Regions from separate parts of the Zea mays genome. Here region 2 is linked to region 1. Evidence: chromatin contacts called from public Hi-C data. All regions are on one chromosome and are shown on one strand. Each heading gives the region's core, a stretch centred on a gene start, on an enhancer-like site or on the middle of the called end of the contact. The rest is flanking DNA. Distances are from core to core; before and after follow the strand shown.

Region 1 (7,197 bases), core at 1,689-4,188:
TTAAAAAAAACTTCATATAAAAAAAGGAATATGAAACTCAACCGGTAACAGTGCAATACATATGTAATGTTGAATGCATACATATTACTCGTACATCATGATTTTAAAATTTTTTATGTCACACATTGTCGGTACCTTAAGACAGGGGTACCTCTTCTACAGTATGAAGACGCCGCACCCATACGACATCCCCCGATCGCACGGGAAGCAGCACCCGACCCCGCGCGCATGGGCAGGGTTGGGAGCACCGCGTGACAAGGAAAGATAAAACTTCCAAGGTGCATCGACAGGTCTGGACCTCCGAAAGGACGTCGGACCCCTATACTAACCGGTCCGGAGCTCCCAAGAGGGCATGTCAGGCCCCTCGGGTAAGCCCCAGGTCCCTTAGAGTAGGGACCGGACCCTGGCAGGGCTCCGGGGCCTGGGGGACCCCGGCACGAATAGGGGTCCGGTGCCGACACGTGACCGCTTCTCGAGTGGGACTTTCTGCCCAGGCGGAGCCCCGCTGCTACTGCTTGGCTTGAGGCCCGTGATATAAGCCAATGGGCCGAGCCTGACGTAAGGCCCATGCAGCCGCTCGATCTCGGCATTTATTGCGGAAGGGACGCGCCGCCTGCCACCGCGCTGACAGGCGACAAGTCCTCTCGACATTAAATGCGCCTTGTCCAATCCGTTGGCAGACGACGTCAGGGTCGTCCAGCAGACGGTATGCCTGACCGGTCTGTTGGCGGACAGTGCGCCAGTTCTGAGCGGAGCACTGGACCCATCTTCTCTTCCGCAAGAAGCTTCCCTTGCACGCCAAGGATACACAGATCTCGGACGACAGGACACAAGGGGATTGTCCCGGCAGCAAATATTTATAGTCCCAAGTGCTATATTATTTATATCCCTGGGCCCACATGTCTGGGCCCAGTCTCATTGTGCATGTCACCCTTTCAGCTATAAAAGGGGAGGCATGCGACGTTACACACACGCAATCTTAGGTCACACCTTAGACTCGCAAACTCAAGCAATACATCTCACAGTGGAGTAGGGTATTACGCTCCGGCGGCCCGAACCATTCTAAATCCTTGTGTGTTCTTGAGTTCTCCCCGTTCATTCCGACGATCAAGCAAAACGCCTAAGCTCCTCCTCATCTCAGGATTTAGGGCGGGTGCACTCCGCTACCCGGTCGGAGATTTGCTCTCCGACACACATTGTTTGGAATATTTTTTGAAAAATTTCCATACTTATTTTCTTATTTTCCTCATTTATGTAGAGCTCAGGCTATTTTTAAAATATTTTAGATGTACTTTCAAGGGTTCTATATATTTTATTTTTTTTCCTAGTCTATCTCTGAATTTTTTTTGAACGAAACTTGTAGAAGTTTAGATACAATTCTTATGACTTTAAAACCTTATAAGATATTTAATCTATTTAATTAAAAAAATGAAACTATCTTGAAAATCAACTCTACTCAAGCTAAGAAAGTTATATGTTTTTGAGAGTTTAGGATATAAAGATGTTTAGTTTTGGAGTTTGGGATGAAAAAATCCAATGATTATTAGGGAGTGAAATATACTTACAGGCCGAATGAACAAACATGGGCCGAAGAGCACCTAGGCTACAATGATTGAGTCCAAGGAGAAGGATTAGGCCCAGAAACAGTTCAGAATACGGGTTTGCTACTAACTGGTGCAAGTCAAGGCTAAATCGTGCCAACTGCCAAACAAGCTTAGGTAGCTAGTACGTGCTTTCATCAGCACAACAAAATTCGCCAAAAATTTGGCGCTGGCTTTGGCGGCAACCTGGATCCTGCCATATTAAAGTACATGTCCTTGAATTACAATGGTGGAGAAAAAAAAATCATATTGTCAAAGAGTACTCCGTCCACAAGATTTTGTCGTTTTCTATTTGGTCTCGTGGAGGCTGGTCGCAAGCGACAATTGATGGAAATGGAACCAAAGCAAGCCGGAAGCCCAGATCCACTGTACTTCGGACCAAATAGGCTCGAATTGAGAAATATAGAAACAGTGGTTTAGTCTGATCATAAAGCATGTCGTGTCTTGATCGAGTCATGTCATGTCAAACCCGGCCTAATATATTTGAGTCATATAAAGTCTAAATACTACAACCATAAGAAGTCCAAGATTACTAAAGTAAAGATAGTGAACAATACGATCATCATTTAGCCATATAAGAAAGCACAAATATTAAAACCATATAAATTTTATAGCTTACTAAATTAAAGAAAAATAAATAATATGTGCTTTATTGAGTCGGATCGGTCCGAACCTAGCCCATGCATGTGAGCCATACCGGGAGCCCAACATGACAGAATTTAAGGGCCAGTCTAGACCCGCCTTTGGACGGGATATATGGGCTGCTGACAGGAAGGAGCCATGCATGAAGCCGATGGTAATGGGATCTGTTTTGCCTCCTTATGATACGGCATCTTGAATCTTTACGAGGTCATGGCGTCGTGCTACCAAAATCTGTTGCCTTACTTTGAGCACCGTGATAGCTGCAAGCAAGCAACCAATTGGCAACCCGACGCCGGGCTCGGCAAAGCGACGCGACGCGACGCAAAGCCGAGTCGCAAGGCCGCGCTGCGGGGTCGCATGTGAGTTGTGACGCCTGCCTGCACTCTGCCTCCCCACGCGATCGCCATCGCATCGCATCGCACCCCGCAGGCAGGAGATCCAGCCGGAAACCTCCAGGTCCAGGGCGACGCCTCGTTTTGTCCCTTTCACGCGCGTCTTTCCGTGCCCCGAGCCCATCGATACGTCCCAATCACAACCCACACGGCGTATCGTACCCGGACCCGGCTACCAGTCCCGGTCGCGCGACGGGCGCGCTCCAGTGTGTCTCTTCGGTTCGGCTTTCCCCTTTGGGATGGGACGGTGGTGGTGGCTGGTGGGTGGGTTCAGTGGGGTGCGCCGGCCCGGTCCAGCCCGTGGTGCTCGCATGCATGTGTTGGTGCCGCGACCCTCTGGTGGATTTGGCGCGGTGAGGTGGGGTGGGGGCGTCGTGCCTTTCCCGCCCGGCCGACGAGGATGGCAATCATGACTGGCCGGGAAAAGATGGATTCTTATTCGCTGGCCTGCCACCGACAGATCTTACCGACTACGGTCAATCGGCCACGGTCAAGCGCGGTCAGCATTGACGACTTGTGGTGGGAATTAGACTGGTTTTAACTTTTAAGTTCATCGTACCGTGCTAAACAGGTTTAGGCCGTAAAATCTAAAAAACTTTTAGAGCGTGCTGTAGCCCGAAGTGTAAAGACAATGGCTGTGATATCCTGGCCCCCTGTGATGGTGATTTCCTGGCACAAGGCTTAATAGAATTAATAGAGTATCCATACTAAAAAGGTGCATCTTTTTTTTTCAGAAGCCTATCTCGAAAGAACCTCCAAGATAAGCGTGTTTGGCTTTGAGCAATTTGGGATGGGTGACTGACCGAGAAGTTTTCTTGGGTGCGCATGAGTGAGGACAAAGTGCGCACAAAAGTCTTGTGTTGGTCTGTGGGGAAAATATACGATCCTAGAGAGCTGCCAGGAGTAAGTACCGTCGGTCTAGGGATTGGACGAGGTGTTACAGTGGCCTAGATCGACCCTAATTCACGCCTCACCTTTGTTGGACCATATCGATCCAAGCCCGACACATATATTTGATCATATAAAATCAAAATATTATAACCACATAAAATGCATACCTTAATATATTAAACAATCCTAGCATCATTTGACCAAATAAACTCTAAATATCACAACAATATAAAGTCGATAGCTTACTAAATTAAATAACGTAGTCTTTATTGGGCCATGCCGGCCCAATCCCGGTCCGGAGGTCGATGGGCCGCCGAAATTTGAGACCCGACACAAGTCCGCTTTCGAACGATACTAGCTCGTCTATATTATTTTTTCGGACGATACTAGCCCGTCTATATTATTTTGTGTCTCACCCTACTTTGTGCTCCTGTTTTTTCGGTATTGATAGTGTTGTACCAAAAATCGTGGCTTATATTCCCATCAGGCCATCACTAGGATTGATGCATCGTAGAGCTCAGCTCTATCTGTACCGACCTTGCCATGTCGACAGATAGCCTATAGTAGCTACTAGCTAGCTAGGGCGGTAAAGAGTAAAGCTGTATGCATGCTTTCTTTGCCAAAAAAAAAAAAAAAAACCTTGCCCGGGCCTTTTGGAGCCCCGCCTAGTGCTCCCATCAGGCATAAGCTTGCGAGATATATAGATAGTAGTGCTCTCGCTTTCCGTCGCTCGGGCGCGCTTTCCTCCACTGCCCACTAGCTTCGCTCCAGGCATCAATGGTGGGAAGCAGCAGCGCCTGCACGGAGACGGAGAAGACGCTCATTATCCAAGGCACGCGCGCACGCGCAGAATCGTCTGCTCTCGCTTTTGCACGTGCGTACTCCTCCTTCCACCAAAATAAACTAAAGGGAAGAATGGCAAAATGCAACGCCCATGCCCCATGCATCCATGCGTTTCAGTTCTCAGCTCTGCCTCTGCGCTTGACGCCTCCAAAAGGCTCACAGTCACAGGCTCACAGCCATACACTGCACTGCTACGTACTCAACGACCCGGAATCTTATTGGGTGATGGGATTAATTAATTAAAGAACAGGTGGATAATTGGGGGAGTGAACTAAATAAAAGCATCGAGTCGAGCGCTTCTTAATAATTTAATCCAAAAGCGTATCGATATCGACAGCAATAACCATCGTCATCAGAGTTTCCAGAGATGGCCTGGGCCTGATCCATCTTTTCTGAGGGAATGGTTCAGTCATAACACCTGAGTGAGTCCTGTGTCACGTCGACACGCCGACACGCCTGCCACGACGAGACGAGACACCTCGAAATCAAAGCATCAGGGGGAGCATGCGCATGCGCAGCTACCACATGGATGATGACACCTATCCGCACCATCGTCTGTTCATCGCAAAACGGGTTGACTTGCTGCCCTTTTAATTTCCACGTGCATTGACCACAGTGCCCAATGAATGAGTGTGCATGCAGCCCGCAGCCCGCAGCGCCTGGCGACCTGCATGCACAAAAGTGTGCCAACGTCGCGCGTGAGCTACTAGCGAGCGCCGAGCGTGCCTGCATGGCCTACTGTTTGCTCCCCCGCTACATATCGCCCGTGCTGTCGGCCACTGTGACACTGGGTCGTCGTGCCGGAAACAAACAGCGTCTTTGACCAGATCCGCCTAATCCTGTCGAGTCAGTGTCAAGCACAGGGAGACGACGGCGTAACAGCCAGCGCGCTCCTTCCTTGGTCACGTCACGTCACGCGCAGTCCTGCCTGCCTGCTAACCTTTTCTAGCTAGCTTTGTTTGCGAGGAAGGGTGCAGATGCTATGGATATCTTAGGCCCTGTTTTTTTTCAATTTTTTTTAGATTCTAGGCACAACCTATCAACCTACCATGGACTACCAAACATCTAGCTTTTTAATTAGCTTTTGTAAGAATGATTTTGATAAAAATATTTAAAATCAACATTAACATACAATCGGTCGAGTCACTGTGATAGTAGGAATCCATCACTTTCTATATTCTAACCATATAAATTCGTTTATTTTCTTTCCCACGTAACATAATCCACACGGTACTCAGATTTTTTTTCACAACCAAATTCTCCCCACAGTCAGATTGTCAGAAAAGCTTGTGGTAGAAAAAAAACTGAAATAAACATGCCCTTAGAAGTATGCTTATTTTGGAACGGGTCCAGTAAATATATAAGAGCATTTTTTGAAAATAAGCGGGCAAGCTCATCAACATGAAAAAAAAACAACACGGCGGAATAGCTTAATTCAGAATTTTCTGAGCTTTAACTCAGGACATTTTCGTCAATTCGCGCAACAAAGATGGATCGTGCCTCAGATTATGGACAAGCTTGAAAGAAAAACGGCGAACAGTAGTGATATCCGTCGGCACACACGTGCATATGCGATGCATGTTGCTGTCACCTGTCAGGCGGGCGGAACAGCGGGCAAAGCGGCCTCGGCTGCAATTCGTTGAGCCACTGCCATCTCCACGCAAATATTGGCTGGCGCCGCGCTAACCTCTGGACAGAGATTGTGTAATGTATTTTAGATTTTACACTATAAAATTTAAAAACCGAATTAGGATCAGACTTTATTCTGATTTATTTTTAAACTAAAATTAGTTAAGAGTCTTAACCTAATGTTAATAAACATTTGAATCGTAATGTATTACCACCCCTATCTGTGAATGATATGTATTGTAGTATGGATTTAAACGAGATTAAGAGATAGTGCAAATAGAGGGAAGTCCTATATTTTGATGAAGGATTATATATACACAAATGGAGGTGTTGGGGTATGCTTCGTCGCCGAAGATCTTGTAAGAAGAAACACTTTCGACAGATCCTCTCAAAAGCAGTGCCGAAGCTATCATTCATAAAGCTTCGGCATAGTGACATGTCTTAAGACGAAGGAGTGCACCGACTTAAAGATGAAATGACCAATCGACCCGTGATAGCTTGTATTATGATTGTAAGCATTTGTAAAGGGCATGAATGTAATTTCTCACAGGCTGCGTCATATGCCTATAAATAGATGAACAGTACCCCTGTACTGTTCACGCTATCTTGTAATCACTCGCGCGCAACACTTGAATTCTTGCCTTCTATCAAACCGAAGGTATAAATGTAATTAAATATTGTATTTTAATATTCAAATTTGTATGATGAAATATATGGATAATATTATGTGCTTGTTTATATTATCTTTCATGTTTCATATATTTCGTCTTTCATTATCTTACAACTTTTGATTATGAAGGTATGTCCTTCATAACCTTCGTCCGAAGATCGTTATATCCTAAGGGAAATAATGCTTCGAAGGACGAAGGGCATTAACATTTAATACTCTGTGTTGCCTTGTTATTGACTCCTAGCATTTGAGAACAAGTCCCCAACATTGACGCCCACCTCCGGTGAACTCACTTCCACTTTTTGAGCTGATGGCTTCGTTCAACAATCAAGCTGAAGCTGCTTCGGCTACGAAGCTGGTGCTCCTGATAACAGGCGGTTCATGCTCAGAGCCGGCCAACAAGAAGCAGAAGAAGGAGGCCCAGAGAAGGGTACAACATGTTGGGGTGCAGGGACCCTTCATCAAGTCAAAATGGTCCCACATCCCAATTACCTTCTCCGAAGAGGACTTTCAGCTCAAGGATTACCCT
Region 2 (7,197 bases), core at 2,675-5,174, 120 kb after region 1:
TTTTGTTTAAGTTTCAGCCCAATGTGTACATCGAATTAATAAATGCATCCTCTGCTAGAGAAACCCATTTTGAATGAGTTGATGCTCTGACTACAGAATCCACCATTCTTCCGAAGCTGCTTCCTACAAAACTCGAGATGCAACAATTGAAATCCTTGTGGAAAGGATGTGTTTTTGATAGCCTTCAGTCTTTCAGATGGAAATTCTCCAGCCTTCATGACCTTGGCAGAAACTATACCACTGCTGCCTAGTGCATTTGTTATCTGAAGAAAACTGGAACGTGAACGGCCATTCATTGCACGCCCATTACTTTCATCAAAAAACTGCAGCTTGTTATTATTGTCTTCTGATATTCGCACGTTGCAATTGTCATTTGAATGATCCAATTTCTCGATTGCATAAGGACCATTGGGGGAACCATTTGAGTTGTTGATGTTCTCAGTCAAACCAACAGCCTTCCATGCATCAGCAATGAGACAGTAGGTGCTTTGCTTCGGCTTGACACCAGTCTCCCGCATCATCTGAAGGACTTCCTCAGCTTTCCATGGCTGCTTCTGTTCGCTGTAGCCCCAGATCAGAGTCTCAAATGTCCTGAGATTGGGATAGACGCCTGACTTGCACATCTTGTCATAGACTCTCATGGCACTCTCCATGTCGGCCACGCTGCACCACCCGCTAATGACAGTGGTGAAAGTGACGACATTTGGGCAGAGACCAAGATGGCTCATTTGCAACAGAAGGTCTTCTGCTTTCTCAGGCTGCTGAGCACGAACAAATCCTTTGGCGAGAATGCTGTATACCTGAGGATCTGGCTCAATTCCTGCTTCGATCATTTTGTCAAATACATGCATGCATTTAGCCATGTGGCCCAGCGAGCTGAATGTGTTCAACTGGTGACTGTAGGTAACGATGTCAGGTTTGATGCCAAATTTCTCCATCAGACCCAGGATCTGCATCACATGGACACAAAATTAGATAATCTATTTTCCTAGCATGTACATGAACAAAAGTGGAACGTTTCTCCTGAACTCACCTTATTGACAGCAGCCATGTCATTTGCATCAAGAAAGCCCTTCAGCAGTGTGTTGAAGATGACGACGTTAGGAACACTTCCTGCATCCTTCATTTGCTGGACGCATCGTAATGCTTCCTCCAACCTGCCCTCCCGGCAATAACCACCAATGATTATGCCCCATGTTCGCTCACTGGTGCGCACTCTAGTCTGAATCTCCACAATGAGCTCTTCTGCTCTCCATGTCTCGTCATTATTGGCATATGCACTGGCTATGGTATTGTAAGTTACAATATCAGGCTCAAAACCACCTGCTTGCATTTTGCCCACAACACCCCAGGCCTCCTCAAGATTTCTGTGATCACACCATGCCTTCACAAGAATGTTGTATGTTGTGAGGTTAGGCCTGACTGATCCTTCAACGCCCATCATGTCGAAGACGCGCTGTGATTCTTCGGGTTTGCCTACAATGCCATAACCTTTTATCAGTGTGTTGAAGGTGCTTGTAGTTGGGTGGCAGCCAGAATGTTTCATTTTCCAGAATGTGTTTATCGCTTCGCCCATCCGCTTCGCCTCAACAAACGCATTTATCAAGGCATTGAAGAAGATGGAGTCTGGCCTAACTCCAGCTAGTTCAACTTCAGCAAGCAGTGATGGAATCGACTCAAACATCCTCTGGTTCGTCAGGGCGGTCAGTAGAATTGTGTATGTGACCAATGAAGGCTTGTGCCCCTCATCCATTAAGTGCTTGAATACAGAGTGTGCTTGGTAAGGCTTCTTTGAGTCGATTAGAGCTCGCATTTGTCTTGTCCGGTTGATGACCGATTGACAAGTATGCCCTTTTGCACATGTTGTGCACAGCTGCTGCTTCTGGCCTTTTGATGGTTGGAAAGTGCCACCGTGTTCATGCTTCTCCTGAAACATAAGGAATTCTTCGGAAATGAGGTGGGAGAGAACAGAGAACAGTGGTCAAGAATAAAAGGACAATTCAAATTATTTGAATTTTATATGTTGATTGTTTTCCCATATTTATTTGTGCGCCTAGACCAAGCTAGGAACCAATTCTGATGCTCAGCAAACCTGTTTTTAGTATATTAAGTACCAAAAATATATGATATATTCAGCTCAGTCCTTGCTTTGGAAAATGGTTTCTTTTTGCATATTAGGGAGAGCTTTGCAATGTGAGACAAGCTAGTGATGACCGAAGAAAAACTTCGCTACCTCTATATCTCTACGCTTTCCGATGCTTACTTTGGTAGTATGTGATCCATTATTCAGCCCGTCCGCATTGATCCGTGGCTTGCCTGTGCTCTTCAAAGTGGAGGTCAGTGTCAGCTGAACTCCGTTCTCTCCCATTATAACATGCTCGTAAAGGACCAATCCTCAACCTGGTTCATGATGGTCAGATTTCAGATTCAGTAACTTCAACGAAAGGCGACCAGGAAGGCACTGTCACGAGAATCTGTCTGTCCAACATAATGTTGTGATACTGATAAGTGCACTGAAATGGACCACGAGTGCTGAACATCTTAGATAGAAGCCTATTCTCGAAAATCGAAACCTTGACTAGGTACAATTTTGCAATTCAAAAGGCATGCGAGATGCCAGGGGCGGATGCAAGGGGTGGGCAAGGTGGGCCATGGCCCCACCTCAAATTTTTTAATCCTTTATGCCTAGGTTTAGGTACACAGCAAAATAAATAAACTTTTGTATAGTTAGCGTGGACAAATCTAATAAAAATTAGATTTTGATCTATTTTTCTATCGACGTTTCACTACTCAGTCCACTCTTTATCTAAGCCATTTGATTCTCTTCCCTAGCGCAAGCCCACTCGTGGCTCACTCGTTTCTTCAGTCATCGACTGACCAGTAAGTCGATGACCTAACCCGCCCGCTGCAGCGCACCTTGCCTTCTCATCACCCATCAGCTCGTCGACTCGTCGGGATCCTGCACACAACATTGATATTTTGCCTCCTAGTCCGCATTAGCAGATGGGCAAGCTGTTGGTGGGATCGTGGCGTCATCTGTCCCTCGCTAACTCATTAGGGTCTCTCCGCGCCGTCGCAACACGACAATGGCTATCGCTTGCTGTCACCGTCATCTATCGCTACCTCGCCTCCTGCACTCGCTCCTCCTGCATATCGTTCTCACCAACGCCATCTCACGACAAATTTGATGACTCTCCAGAACGACACGCCGGTGCAACTGCTCTGCCCTAGTGCCTCGTCCTTAGTCAGTCCACCTATTTTCTCTCTCTAGCTCTACTTTAGATAGCCAAAAAGGTTTTTTGGTATTCATATCGTTTTTGGAAACACTAGATATTATTATTTAACATTCGTGTTATTATCATTAATCTACAGTTATGATCTAGTCTGATGATTTGTCTCATACACTATCGGCCCCACCTAGAATTTTGTTCTGCATCCGCCACTGCGAGATGCGACTGTATGTAGAGAAGCACTGCTCGGATTCAGAACTGAAAAGCATCAGATATAACCAAATGCCTTTAGTCATCGATTGACGGTTATCTTAGTCTATATAAGCCATTGATTAGAACAAGGATATGATGACGCACTGTCCATCTCAAATGTCCAAAGTTCAGAGATATACGATGTACATGATATATAGACAGGGGCGGACCCAGCAAAATACATGGGGCTACACATGTAAAGCCTTTTCTTTGTAAAAAAAAATCGAATCTAGTAGGCATAATACAAGTAGCTTAAGACACGGTTCGGAGTTTCTCGCAGAAGGAAGGGAAGAGAATGGTGTGCCTACTTGGTGGGTGTGCTCGTCGCCGGCGAAGAGCCCGCGACGAATGCCTGGCGAAATGACCGACGGAGGCCTGGGCACCTGGCGTAGGCGCCGGCGCTCGCGCAGTCGTTGCCACGAGAGAGATAGAGAGAGCAAAAGAGAGCGCACGCTGGGTGAATGCGACTATGCGAAAAGATAAGGCAAAGGATGAGCACTGACTGGCAGGGACCAGACCGCCACAGGACCTGTCCGGTCAAGGGATTTTTTTTTTGTATTTTGCAAAAAGAAAAGTGTTATTTTCTTTCCAAGTTATGAATGTATGGGCTTCTTTGTATAGCCCTCACCGGCTTCAGCTTTCAGCTTCTTTTTATATGGCAACTGACTGTTGAATTGAGCTATTTTTCTCTGTCTTCAAAATCAACTAGCTTCTTCTATACGGCCACGATGTAATTGTTACGTTAAGCTATTCTTCTCTCTCCTCAAAAATCAACTAGGCAAGCAAATATCCATTGATTTCATTTGCTAAATATTCTCTCTGTTTTAAATTATATAAACTGACTGTTTTAAATTAGACGGAAACGACCTTGTAGCCATAGGCCATTTGAGTCAGCCAGATGTCCTAAGACACTATTAAACGGCTAAAATTAAAGTAAATCTCATTTAAATCTGATAAAAGAGAAAACAAGGCAGGCCCAAAATTATGATTTAACGAATAAAAACAGGAGAGAAGGGAAGAGATAGTAGTTTTCTTCAAGAATAGGACAATTGAGATGCCTATTGCCTAGCTACAAAACTAAGCAAGGCTTTCTGGTTAGATCAAGGGAATAACGATAAGGAAAGATTCATATTTCAGGAGGCACACTAAGGGCCTATTTAGCAACAAATAGTAAGGTGATTTTAGTACATTCAATCCCCTCCGCTATTTGTAATTTACTGGAGACAGTAGCAAGGAAGGAAACTGATTTAGGTGGTGTTTGGATTCACCCTAAATTTTAAAGGTGGATTGTAAGCTACGAATTTGTGAAAGCTGGATTGTGAAAGGGAATTAGGCTTACACCTAGTTCCTATATAATTTTGGTGGTTGAATTGCCCAACACAAATCTTTGGACTAACTAGTTTGCCCAAGTGTATAGATTATACAGGTGAAAAAGGTTCACACTCAGCCAATAAAAAGACCAAGTTTTGGATTCAATAAAGGAGCAAAGGGGCAACCGAGGGCACCCCTGGTCTGGCGCACCGGACTGTCCGGTGTGCCACCGGACAGTGAACAGTACCTGTCCGGTGCACCAGGGGACCCAGACTCAAACTCTTCACCCTCGGGATTTCTCGGAAGCCGGCGCGCTATAATTCACCGGACTGTCCGGTGTGCACCGGACATGTCCGGTGCTCCAAGGAAGCTCGGCCCCCGGAACTCGCCAGCCTCGGGTTCGCGCGGCAGCCGCTCCGCTAAAATTCACCGGACTGTCCGGTGTGCACCGGACTGTCCGGTGTGCCAGCGGAGCAACGGCTCCCTGCGGCGCCAACGGCTCCCTGCGGTGCATTAAATGCGCGCGCAGCGCGCGCAGAAGTCAGAATCGCCCATACCGGTGCACCGGACATCAAACAGTGCATGTCCGGTGTGCACCGGACACCCAGGCGGGCCCACAAGTCAGAAGCTCCAACGGCTAGAATCCAACGGCAGTGATGACGTGGCAGGGGCACCGGACTGTCCGGTGTGCACCGGACTGTCCGGTGCGCCATCGAACAGAAGCCTCCAGCCAACGGTCAAGTTTGGTGGTTGGGGCTATAAATACCCCAACCACCCCACATTCATGGTCATCCAAGTTTTCCAACTTCTAACCACTTACAAGAGCTAGGCATTCAATTCTAGACACATTCAAAGAGATCAAATCCTCTCCAATTCCACACAAAACCCTAGTGACTAGTGAGAGTGATTTGCCGTGTTCTTTTGAGCTCTTGCGCTTGGATCGCATTCTTTCTTTCTCTTTTGCTCTTGTGATCAATACTCAATTGTAACCAAGGCAAGAGGCACCAATTGTGTGGTGGCCCTTGCGGGGAAGTTTTTGTTCCCGGTTGATTGAGAAGAAGGAAAGCTCACTCGGTCCGAGGGACCGTTTGAGAGAGGGAAGGGTTGAAAGAGACCCGGCCTTTGTGGCCTCCTCAACGGGGAGTAGGTTTGCGAGAACCGAACCTCGGTAAAACAAATCCGCGTGTCACTCTCCTTATTTGCTTGCGATTTGTTTTGCGCCCTCTCTCGCGGACTCGTTTATATTTCTAACGCTAACCCGGCTTGTAGTTGTGTTTATATTTATAAATTTCAGTTTCGCCCTATTCACCCCCCCTCTAGGCGACTATCAATTGGTATCAGAGCCCGGTGCTTCATTAGAGCCTAACCGCTCGAAGTGATGTCGGGAGATCACGCCAAGAAGGAAATGGAGACCGGCGAAAAGCCCACTACAAGCTACGGGAGCACTTCATCGGAAGAGTCCCGCACCAAAAGGAGGGAGAAGAAAAAGAGCTCCTCCAACAAAGGGAAGGAGAAGAAATCTTCTTCTCATCACAAAGAGAAGAAGGAAAAATCTTCTTCCCACAAGCCGCATCGGAAAGGCGACAAGCACAAGAGGATGAGGAAGGTGGTCTACTACGAGACCGACACTTCATCAACATCGACCTCCGACTCCGATGCGCCCTCCGTCACTTCTAAGCGCCAAGAGCGCAAGAAGTATAGTAAGATCCCCCTACGCTACCCTCGCATTCCTAAACATACACCTTTACTTTCCGTCCCATTAGGCAAACCACCAACTTTTAATGGTGAAGATTATGCTATGTGGAGTAATTTGATGCGTTTTCATCTAACCTCTCTCCACAAAAGAATATGGGATGTTGTTGAGTATGGTGTACAGGTACCATCAATAGGGGATGAGGACTATGACACGGACGAAGTGGCCCAAATCGAGCACTTCAACTCCCAAGCCGCAACCATCCTCCTTGCCTCCCTAAGCAAGGAGGAATACAACAAAGTGCAAGGATTGAAGAACGCCAAGGAGATTTGGGACCTACTCAAGACGGCGCACGAGGGTGATGAACTCACCAAGATCACCAAGCGGGAAACGATCGAGGGGGAGCTCGGTCGCTTCCGTCTTCGCCAAGGGGAGGAGCCACAAGACATGTACAACCGGCTCAAGACCTTGGTGAACCAAGTGCGCAACCTCGGAAGCACAAAATGGGATGACCACGAAGTAGTTAAGGTTATTCTAAGAGCTCTTATTTTCCTTAACCCCACTCAAGTACAATTTATTCGTGGGAATCCTAGATATCCACTAATGACCCCCGAGGAAGTTATCGGGAATTTTGTGAGTTTTGAATGCATGATTAAGGGCTCCAAGAAGATCAACGAGCTTGACGAGCCTTCCACCTCCGAGGCGCAACCG

The links. A called contact is a pair of places that touch in the nucleus more often than the background predicts.
Region 2: a contact with region 1 is called in a Hi-C map of an unstated tissue, with 4 times the contacts expected there. The contact joins the promoter of LOC100273524 here to the enhancer-like site in region 1. A contact is called at or near these places in 4 of 25 Hi-C or Micro-C datasets (ear, leaf, tassel and 1 more).

Annotation. Positions count from the first base shown.
Region 1 is chr7:133,344,268-133,351,464 of Zm-B73-REFERENCE-NAM-5.0, forward strand. No RefSeq gene overlaps it. Among protein-coding and RNA genes, the nearest start is that of LOC100284924, 32 kb to the left of the region's middle. Within about 2 kb of position 2,939, at least 18 of the 20 cell types and tissues checked have an H3K27ac peak or open chromatin away from gene starts, as enhancers often do. A contact at or near this core is called in ear, leaf and tassel, where this site is marked.
Region 2 is chr7:133,463,808-133,471,004 of Zm-B73-REFERENCE-NAM-5.0, forward strand. It overlaps LOC100273524, which reads right to left and starts at 3,925. Exons shown (of 4, transcript NM_001147942.2): 1 at 3,791-3,925; 2 at 2,264-2,400; 3 at 1,034-1,927; 4 at 1-950. The coding sequence starts at 2,368. The coding sequence ends at 36.